Regions from separate parts of the Sus scrofa genome. Here all the other regions are linked to region 3. A link is a contact called in public HiChIP or PLAC-seq data. All regions are on one chromosome and are shown on one strand. The core of a region is the stretch at or near the end of the contact, and the rest is flanking DNA. Distances in the headings are between cores, read along the strand shown. Region 1 has its middle 190 kb from the start of PARD3B. Region 2 has its middle 240 kb from the start of PARD3B. Region 3 has its middle 150 kb from the start of ICOS.

What was found. HiChIP or PLAC-seq counts read pairs in DNA pulled down with a chosen protein or histone mark.
Region 1: an H3K27ac HiChIP or PLAC-seq map of skeletal muscle shows a contact between it and region 3, with 7 times the contacts expected there. The contact joins two enhancer-like sites. A contact is called at or near these places in 5 of 47 Hi-C or Micro-C datasets (embryonic fibroblasts, heart right ventricle, liver and 2 more) and 1 of 2 datasets of contacts at active chromatin or transcription factors (skeletal muscle).
Region 2: a contact with region 3 is called in an H3K27ac HiChIP or PLAC-seq map of skeletal muscle, with 3 times the contacts expected there. The contact joins two enhancer-like sites. A contact is called at or near these places in 4 of 47 Hi-C or Micro-C datasets (embryonic fibroblasts and heart right ventricle) and 1 of 2 datasets of contacts at active chromatin or transcription factors (skeletal muscle).

Annotation. Positions count from the first base shown.
Region 1 is chr15:107,689,007-107,692,169 of Sscrofa11.1, reverse strand. No RefSeq gene overlaps it. Among named protein-coding and RNA genes, the nearest start is that of PARD3B, 190 kb to the left of the region's middle. Within about 2 kb of position 1,594, at least 12 of the 83 cell types and tissues checked have an H3K27ac peak or open chromatin away from gene starts, as enhancers often do.
Region 2 is chr15:107,637,764-107,641,164 of Sscrofa11.1, reverse strand. No RefSeq gene overlaps it. Among named protein-coding and RNA genes, the nearest start is that of PARD3B, 240 kb to the left of the region's middle. Within about 2 kb of position 1,419, at least 2 of the 83 cell types and tissues checked have an H3K27ac peak or open chromatin away from gene starts, as enhancers often do. A contact at or near this core is called in skeletal muscle, where this site is marked.
Region 3 is chr15:107,493,923-107,497,160 of Sscrofa11.1, reverse strand. No RefSeq gene overlaps it. Among named protein-coding and RNA genes, the nearest start is that of ICOS, 150 kb to the right of the region's middle. Within about 2 kb of position 1,745, at least 14 of the 83 cell types and tissues checked have an H3K27ac peak or open chromatin away from gene starts, as enhancers often do. A contact at or near this core is called in skeletal muscle, where this site is marked.

The sequences.
Region 1 (3,163 bases), core at 345-2,844, 200 kb before region 3:
TCAGGAGAAACAAACGGACACCTGCTTATAGCCACCACCAGCCCAGCCCAGCCCATCCCTCACCCCCACCAAATCACCAAAGTCTTCAGTTCAACAGCTCCATTTGAACCTACAAACTTAATTTATTTTTCTCCTTTTAAACTGTCCTCACAGTTCTCATCCTGTACCCACCTCCTGGTCTCCTGCACTGCCCCCTGATAGTCTGAAATTCTGTCGCATCCCCATCACAGTGCTGCAGACACACTGGCCACGGCCCCTTTGCTGCTGCTGGGCCACGGGGGTGGGGGAGGTAGCTAGAGTCTCTTTGCCTGCCAAGTTGCCAGGGGCCAGGCTGGCAGTGACCACAAAACCCTTCCCTGGGGCCCTTCAGGAGACAGTGCTCCAGCAGACAGGGAGGCCTGGGCAGGCATCATTGAGCCCAGCGCGGCCTCATGTGCACGCCCCCTGGTTGCCCCTGCAGTCAGTTTCCTTCCCCTTTCTCCAGGGCTCTGGCGACGGGACTGAGAACTCGCAACGAAAGGATGCCTTCTGCCGCACAGTTCTCAGTTTAGATTCTTTACTGAGCGTACCTGCCCTTCCCATCCACCGACCACTCCTGATCCATTCATTGCCCACGGAGTGTGCTGCTCCATGGTGCCCTGCCTGTCCTATTCTCCGGCACTAGAAATGTCTCGGCCACGTGGTAAGGCAGTCAGTAAGGAAAATAGATAGGGAAGGCCCTGGAGCACGACTATGCATGGACCACTGTGCATTTCATATTTTAATTCATCTTTCATGCCACCTCCCAAATTTTATAGCTGAGAATCAGGAGTCTTACAAAACCTAAGTAACTAGCTCAACATCACACAGCTGTACATGGTGAGGACAGAATTGAAATCCAGGAGTTTAACTTCAAAGCCTTCCTCCACTATGCAGCACTACTTCCCTTGGAGTCGGGGTCCCTGTTTGAGACCTTCCTGCCTCTTTGTTGGGGAAATAAAGCTAATAATTCAGTTCAGTTATCAGGGAGACTTCTAGGAAGGGAGGAGTTAAGGGCTGAATACAGAATTATTTCATTTCTTCCAATCTTCCTCCTGGACTGGGGTTCAGGCATTTCTTCCCCATTCTGCCTCTAGATCAATCCAGCCAATCAGGAGCCTCCTCTCCCCTCCTCAAAGGCAAATACCAGCTTTCAGTTGTGGCTTCTTAGCACAAGACAGGATATAAACTCTGCAGCAAACCGCGTGCCCCAGGAACCAGCTGCAGGAATAGCGCCACCACCAAAAACTTCAACTGCCTGTCAATGGTTTCCTAAAAAATGGCTTCACTGAGACCCTGTCTCCTCCAGGTCAGCGGCTGCACGTCCATTCGTGGCTGCTAAAGGTCCCACTCCTGCACTCTCTTTCCTGCTCTGGAAAATGACACTGAAACCCTAATGAGCCTGGAGGAAGTCAACCAGACAGGAAGCAAACCCATTTGGGTGTGTGTGCTGGTGGAAGAGTTCTGGAAGACCAGTTCATCCCTGGGGAAGACTCCTGTTGGAGACAACTGTGTCCAGCTATTCTTCACCCTCTCTTTGGAGGGGGAGGCAAGTGGGGATTGATTTCCAAATGAACTTGAAGCCAAGAAGATAGGTAGGGTGTGGCTCAGAGAGGCTCCTTGACTGAGGCTAGTGGTGATGTAAGACGAGCTTTGGTCAGGATTTCCTGGGGCCAGGGCAGAGTTGAGGAACTTTATTTTTAGGTGGAATTGATATTTTTAGTGAAAGTTCAACAGTGTCTGTCTCCATTTTGGGGGGTGAGTTGGAGGGAGAAGGAATGATTTCCTGACGTTACTCATTTCCTCTCTGCTGGTGAAGAGATTTAGCTGTGCTCCTATGTCACAGGAAGAGCCTGGGGATGGTAAACACTGCTGACATAATGGGAACTTACACTGCTGGTGTGTCAGAGTACACACATCCCTTCCTGGCCCCTCGGCCAGGTGAGGGGCGATGCTTCCTGTTTTGGGCTCTAGGAGGAACTTTCAACTTCCGAGAGCTGCCCAGAGAATAAATCACAAGGACTGCTAGAGTAAGCAGCCAGGGCCACAGACACCAGAAAGTGATTTGGTGGCAAGAATTGTTGGCTGTGCCCTGGCAGCTCCCGGAACTGCTGAGTCATCGTGCCCCCTTATGAGCTATACACAGAAGCCAAGAGGGTTTGGCGCCAGTATCATAAATCAGTCCTTCTCTGGAGTTCCCTGGTGCCTCAGTGGTTTAAGGATCCAGCATTGTCACTGCCATATGCAGGTTCGATCCATGGCCCTGGAACTTGCACATACTTTGGGTGGGGCCAAAAAATGTAAAAAATACCATGCTGTACAGTAGAAAAAAAGTTGTATTGGGGAAATAACAATAGAAAAAAATTAAAAAAAAAAAAAAAGGAAACCACAAAATAAATAAATAAATAAATAAAGCAATCCTCCCTCTGGCTTGTTAGCCAGAGATGTCTTTAGTGCTCAGATCTCATCCATTCCTAACTATTCCTACTGCTTTTACCTCTGAAATCTCTTCTGATTCTGGTTGCTCCATTCTACCTCTGTGATGTCACCAACATCCACCATCTCTTGTGCAGATGAGTGAAATCATTGCTCTCCTGATGATGATCTCTTCCAGGAGGTTTCTCTTCCATGAGGTTTCTCCTCCACGGGGTCAGCCAGGGCAGCATTAGGAAACACACAGCAGCTTTGTCACTCTTTCCCTTTTCCCTTGTCCCTAGCAGACAGAGCTAATTGGTCATGGCACTTTCACTGCTAAGCCCAGACAGAGCTGACCACATAGTCTTTCTTAGCATTGTCCTTCCAGCTCTCATGACCGATCAGTTGGAACTGGCATTTGACATAAAGTCAATTTGCCAGCTTGGTGCTCACGTTATCTTCCTAAAAACGAAATCCAATTGTGTGTCTTCCCTGGTCTGAGACTTCTTCCATCTCTCTAGTGTCTTCAAAATGAATTAACTCCTTGGCAGAGCATGTGGGCCTTTCACATGTCACTTCTCCCCAGCTGTGGAGCCTCATCTTCTCGCCTCCCCTCCACCACCTTCCCCAGCCCCTGAATACAGGCCCCAGGACCTTCTTACTCGTTCCCAAATGCACGCTGCTTTTGCATGATTCTTGGCCTTGCACAAGTGTTCTTGCTTTCTATATT
Region 2 (3,401 bases), core at 170-2,669, 140 kb before region 3:
TAAAGATTTTTAGAAATATCAGGTGGAACAAAGAAGGCTCTAGAAAGCACACGGGGAGGACGAAAGAAAAGTTTACTGGGGTAGGAAGAAACGGGCCTTTAATAGAAACACCCTTCTCTGTCCACGTTGCAGAAAGCTCCCTTGTTCTTTCAGGAATGCTTGGGTACCACAGGATGGGTGATCACCAAATGGCTTGTCTCCAGGCCCCGGATGTCATATGGAGGCAAGCCTATGAGGCCAGCAGCGGCCTCCCTGGGCTGCCGTGCGGTGGGCTGGCTCCATGAAGAACTCTTTGTTTTCTCTCTCAGGGACCACTACAGTGGCTCTGTGTTTTATTTTCAATTAAATTTCCACTAATCCTAAACTACAGAGAAACTTAGCTGCTGGGGCTCCCCTTTCCCCTCCCAAAGCAATACAGTCTGCAGAGGAAGCTTTTATGGTAAAAGCCCTGCCTGGTAGATGCTATAAAAGACCCATATGCCACCGGTTTGCCCACAAGGGTTTTCAAAAAGGTGCTCCGTTGAGCCCCAGACCCTGAGCTGCAAGGCGGCCTGTGAATAGTGCCTCTTGTTAGAGTGGTTGCTATAGCGAGCCCTTGTTTTTAATTCAACTGCACAGTAAATAATACTTTATACACGGGGGGGGGGTGGTCACGTCAGATCGCCTCTTCTTCCTTGGTCATAAAGGGGCATTTGAGGCTTTGAGGAATGGAACAGAGCACCTGCTTCCTCAGCTTATTTGGACTTCGACACTTCCCTTCCTTGCAGGGGTGTGGAGGTTTAATGCCTTCTGAACACTAGTATCAATGTAAACATCAGAGTTTATTCACATTTAAGAAAATAGCATTTTAAACAACCATGTCCCCTATTTGTTTGGAATGAACTCTAAGTGGGAAGTCACATTTCTACTCGCTAGCAGACCCTCTAAACTCTCCCCGCTCTGACTTTGAAGGGATGTTCCGTCACATTTATGGGGCTTTGGGGAAAAAACTGCAGCACCAAGAAACAGAAAATGTGGTCTAGGTAAGCCTCTCCATCACATGATAAATAGTTGACAGCTTTGGGAATATCTGATTGTTCTGGAAATGCAGAAAAATGGGAAGGAACGGAAAGAACTCTAGGGGGGATAGAAAAGGGGCGCCCCTCCTAGGAAAACACAGGCGGGGTCAGGAGCAGGACTCTTGAGGGGAACGAAAATCAAAGGAGCATAGAGGTTAATAAAATGGGGACATAGTCCTCTCTCCAGACACAGTCAGGTGAAAATTACTTATCACCTGCTGGAGTGGATGTGAGAAGGGCGGGTGACCAAGTGTGTGGCAGGGAGCATTTTGTGACGAAGGAGCGATGTACACGAAGCGCTGCAACAGGCGTGCTCTGGCTTCCTCGCGGAGCAGAAGCCGGGGCTCTGTCTCATTAGAGGACAGCAGCTGTTTCTCCCTATAATTAGCTCTCAGTTCCATAGTTCGCCCGGGTCCCTTCCACCTGGACCGCACGCACCATGGAAATTACAGAAGCACATGTTGTTTTTTTTCCGTAAATCACCTCCACTTACACACGTTGTTAAGCATCTAATAGAAAACAACCATACCTTCCCGGCTCCCTACCTCCTCGGAACGCTTTGTAAAAGCAAGCGGGGAGAGTCTGTTTTGATGGAGGCCCCCGGTTCCCATTTCTAACTCGCCTCTGTGCTCCACTGCTCCCCTGAAATAGGGAAGCTCTCCAGCGCGGTGCGCCAACCCTCCACGCGTCAGGCCATAAAATCTTCTTTCCAGCCACCTGCAGGATGATGGAGGGAAGTGGAGACCGAACTGAGAAAGGAGTGGGGGAAGGGGGAGAGCTCCAGCTGGCCGCTAAAGATGGTTTCCACAGAGTTTTTTTTTTGGGGGGGGGTAGGGGGAAGGGTGCAGAGTCCTGGGTCATTTCCTGCTAGGTCTGTACAGAGGGAGGGAGAGAATCCATAATCAGACTGTCTCGCAGTTCCATTAGTGTCAAAGCTCATTAGGAGCCCCGTCCACTCCCACTCTGCAGCAGTGGGCACACAAAAGAAAGACCCAGGCAAAGTCTGCAGAGGGCAGGGTCGCCCTTACAAGGTGGGGGCAGTGGGAAGGAGGGGTTGTAGAATTCCCCGCTGGTGATTAGAGTGGGGGTGGGGGGAAGTAGCTAGGCCCTCTGCAGGACTCTAATTTCTCTGCTGGCTGTTTTAGAGCATTGGCAGGGCCGCTTCCTTCCAGGGGCTAGGCTATGCACCTGGGTCATAATTCACAGAAGAAAATGATCAGCAATTTGCACCCTGTTCCTGAGACCAGCCAGGGAGGTAGACTATGCTTACTGCTGTCATCGTGTCCAGGTAGGGCAGGGAGAGAAGGATGGCCTGAGGTAGTTGCCTCAGGTGCAATGAATGGGAGAAACAGGTAGTTGACTAGTTGACTTCTAATATGTTGATTTGAATAGGGTCCTACGCACGCATTGGGTAAGGAAGCTTATGAAGGCCATGGAGGCCTGACAAAGTATAGTGGCATCATTACTGACACCAACTTGCGTTGTCATCACAGTATGTCATTCTGATTTTCTTCAAATCCAACTGCAGCCAGAAAGTGAATGCACTATAGGCAAGACTGATACGAGACGACTCTCTTGGGCTGTCGGGTTTGCTTTTTATGGCAGTTTTTTAAGATGTGAAAAGTTATCCACCCAAAAAGGATTTTAAAAATGTGTTGTCATTGAGTGTAATCTATACAAGATAAAACTGACCTATTCTAAATGTATAATTTGGTGAGTTTTGACAAATGTACATATACCTTTATGTAGTTATCACTTACAGTAATGGCCAGAACATTTTTTTCCTACCCTCGAAAGTTCCCTCTTGTCCCTTTGCAGTCTCCTTCCCTATTCCCCCTCATCCCCACCCCTGATAACCAATGATCTGATTTCTGTCATTATGATTTTGCCTTTTCTAGGGTTTTATATAAAAGGAACCATAGAGTATGTGGCCTTTTGAGTCTAGTCTCTTTCTGATTCTTCTCTATAGTCGTGTTGATCAGCAATCTGTTTCTTTGGGTTGCTGGGTAGTGTTTCATTGAAGGAATATACCACAATCTGTTTACCCGTTCGCCCACTGATGGATAGTCGGGCTACTTCCAGTTTGGGGTTATAATGAATAAACCTGCTCTGAGCATTCAAGTGCAAGTCTTTGTGGAGATATGTTTTCATTTCTCTTGCCCATCTTCCCCTCTGTTATCAAATAAGGAAATAAATAAAATCAGGTTTCTTTGACTGATCATCCAGCAGAGGAGGGAGGAAGTGGCTCTTGGCTTAAGAAAGGTGTGAGAACAAGTGAAATTCTGTATGTTTCAGAATATGACAATAGAGGAAAGAGAAGGCCACGAAGCAAGTGCCATCTCT
Region 3 (3,238 bases), core at 496-2,995:
GTTAGGTTTGGTAGTTTGCCTATTTAGGGCATAGATAGATGAATCAATCTTAATAGTATAATCCCCAAATCATAATTGCTGCATTTTCACTTAGAACATGAGGAACTGAATCTGGTCACAGGACATCTTGCTTTAAGCACAGGCCTTAGTTCGCTTGTCCTGGAAAAGAGCCATTTAAGCACAGTTTGAAAATGAAGGCTTTGGGAAAGGGGCCCACACTGAACACATACTGTTTCAGCACAATCACTGCCCTTCCACAAATTCCATTCAGGACAATGTTGGCAGCTGAAGGAAGCCCTTCCTGCTGTCAGCTCATAACCCACACGTTCTTGTTACTGTGTATAAAGTCACTATGGTATATGGTGGTCCTCCGCTCTCTAGTATCTATTGCAATCTACCTTCATCCGGGCTCCTCTTTCACAGAGAGCCATGTGCATCAGAACAGTACATGGATGAATTTTGACGTCTTTATTCATCTTCTATTTATGGGATGAACATACAGTTAAAAGGTGGCTTGAGACCATCAAACCCATATCTAGCTATGATCTAAGTGGAATTTAACATAGGTCTCCTGAGGTGAAGGGAGAAATGAAGGAAAGAAATGAAGTGCCTGTTTCAATTTAATACTTTAGGCCTTTTTTTTTCCTTAAAAAAAAAAAAAAAAAAATCAAAAGACTGGGACCTTCCTTGGCCCCCTGAAGTTTTAGGGTTTCAGATGCTCGGGGATTCAATCTGTGCATTTTCTTGGCATCTGTTTTTTCCAGACCATATATTACCACTATAAAGTAGCCCGAACAGTGGGGTCCTCCCAACTGGGGGTCCACTTCAAAGGCAATGTTTGAAGTCCCCTGATGCTGGCGGTGGGTGAAAGGGCTGATTGTGATGCTACAGTTTATTAATTACTTTAAACTGAAAAATAAAAGCTAATTTTCTTCTAAATTTCTCAGCCTGTCCTCTTTGAGTTACTATCCTCCAATGTTTTGTCATACACGAGTAACTTTAGTTCCAAATATTGGTGTGAGTAATTATTTAAAGCCTTTTAATCTGGAGATATGGGCTGTCTTGCAAAAAGAAAAGTGCACTGCTGTTTTATCTATGTTTAGAAGCCAAAAAGTTTAGAAACCAAGAGAGAACAATCCACTCTCCCAGAGTTATACCATGAGGTGTGGGTGGATGAGGAAGAGAACCCAGATTTCTTACTCAATTTCATCGGGAACGGAAAATAGGAAAATTCTTTCCAAAACATTGGTGACTCTGGAATCCCCCTGAAATCTGAAGAAAAATGCCCCCCACCACTCTGCTTTCTCACAAACCAAACATTCCACTCAGTTTTACTTGCGATCAGTTATTTCACCCCGACCACAAGCCTGCTTTGTTGGGGACTTTTTCCCGAAATATTTTCTCAAAACTAAAGCAAGTCAACAGAGTTCTCTGTGGTGTGAAGCAAAAACAAAAACACCTCAAAGTTCATGCGTTGTCACCAGACAAAAATTTGCTAAGAACAAGCAGAAATGAGGAGTTAATGGATTCCATATGTGGCCACTAACCTAGGTTTATGAGATTTTTTCCAAGAGATTTCTGAAGAGATTCCTGCAGCACAAAACAAGATCAAACACCCGGTTTTCCTGTCACACAGGACAAGGAATGTTCAATCCATAGCTCCCCCTGCCTTTATCTCTGTAAACATGACAAGAAAATTTGGCTGCAGTATCAGCAAGGAGCCGACCACAACACGTGGTGCCCCAGAGCTGGACGCTTCCTGAGATGGAATCTGTTTCCTCACAGCACCAGTAGACCAGCCCTGGGAGCCCCTGGTACTAACTGAGACCTGCCTGGTACTAACTTCAATCTAGAAGGGATCCTGATCCACCAAAGGTGAGAACTGTGGAATTTCCTTCATCCAGTAAGGTTGCACACATCTGCAAAAAATAACCGTTTTTGTCAAATGTCAACCGGCTCCTTGAAGGTTCACACTTCATTCAGCAGACAGGGACGCATTTCCTCTGCACCTATTTTACTTCAGCAGCACATGGTTTCCGCCACCGTGGCCATGGCGACACCATTAGCTGAGCCGTCACCACATCAGGCCCAGGGTGGGGAGAAGATTTGCCGTTGTTCCTCATGTTTTTGTTGTCATTGTCAGAGTGGAGGCAAGGCATCTGTTGGGGTTAAACACGGTTTCCATTGCTATTGTCTCCTCTCCCCCTTTGTACGTCCTGAACTCTGAACTGCAGCAATGAGATCTCCACTTTTGTGAGTGGAATAGCTTCTGTGAGGAAATTCCAGCCGCTGGAATGTCCTGTGAGTTGCAGAGACGACCACAATAGTCTTGGAAAATTGTCTGCGGAGTGATAGCCAGGTCCCTCCTCCCTCCGACATGGAAATAGAATCCACCAGACACGTGGGAGAGGAGTGGATGGGAGCCAATCAGGAGGAGAGAGTGCTTGGCTGAGATGTCCGGCCTTGAAAAATGTATGCCTTGCGGTAAAGTGATGTCCTAGGACTTGAGCCCAAGAGTGTAAAAAGAGAAAGAGAACAGAAGCTGGTGGAGAAGGATGTGTGGATGAAATGTCCAGCCATGAAAAATATATGCTTTGGGGTCAAAGGATGTCCCCCCCCTTTCACCAAGAGCACACAAACCCAGAGAACCCTGGCAGCAGGGCCCCCAAGCAGTCGGAGAGGCACCCCACGTCTTAGAGCTGCCCTGTGACAGTGAGATGTGTCTACTTTGGACAGGTTCATGGCCATTGGAGCCACCTGAGGCCACTTGGGGAGAAAATGATCTGTAGAGATGACAGAGCATTTAGCTTGACATCTGACCACTGGAATCTCCAGGACTCTTGCTGGAAGGGGAGAGAGTAATTTTTTTTAGCATGACAGATAAGACATTCTGCCTTCCATGGATGCCCCACATCTGGGAAAGAAGCTAAAGTATTTAAATGGAGACATGTAAAGTCTTCAGCTTCTCTTCACCTCCTCCTACAAGATTCTTCTCAAATGAGAATGCCCTGCCTTTCTCCTAATTTTAGGCCGAGATGGGTAAGGGTGTAATCAATTGTAGAAGATTGCTTGGTTTTTATCTGATCAAAACCATAGGTCACCAAGAGCCTTCTAAGAGATTATGGGAAGCATTAATTGTAAAGCTGGACTGAGAGACTCATAAATAAACCCCAGGACTTGAGCCCAAGAGTGTAAAAGGAGAAAGAAAACAGAAGCTGGTGGGGAAAGATGCTTGATG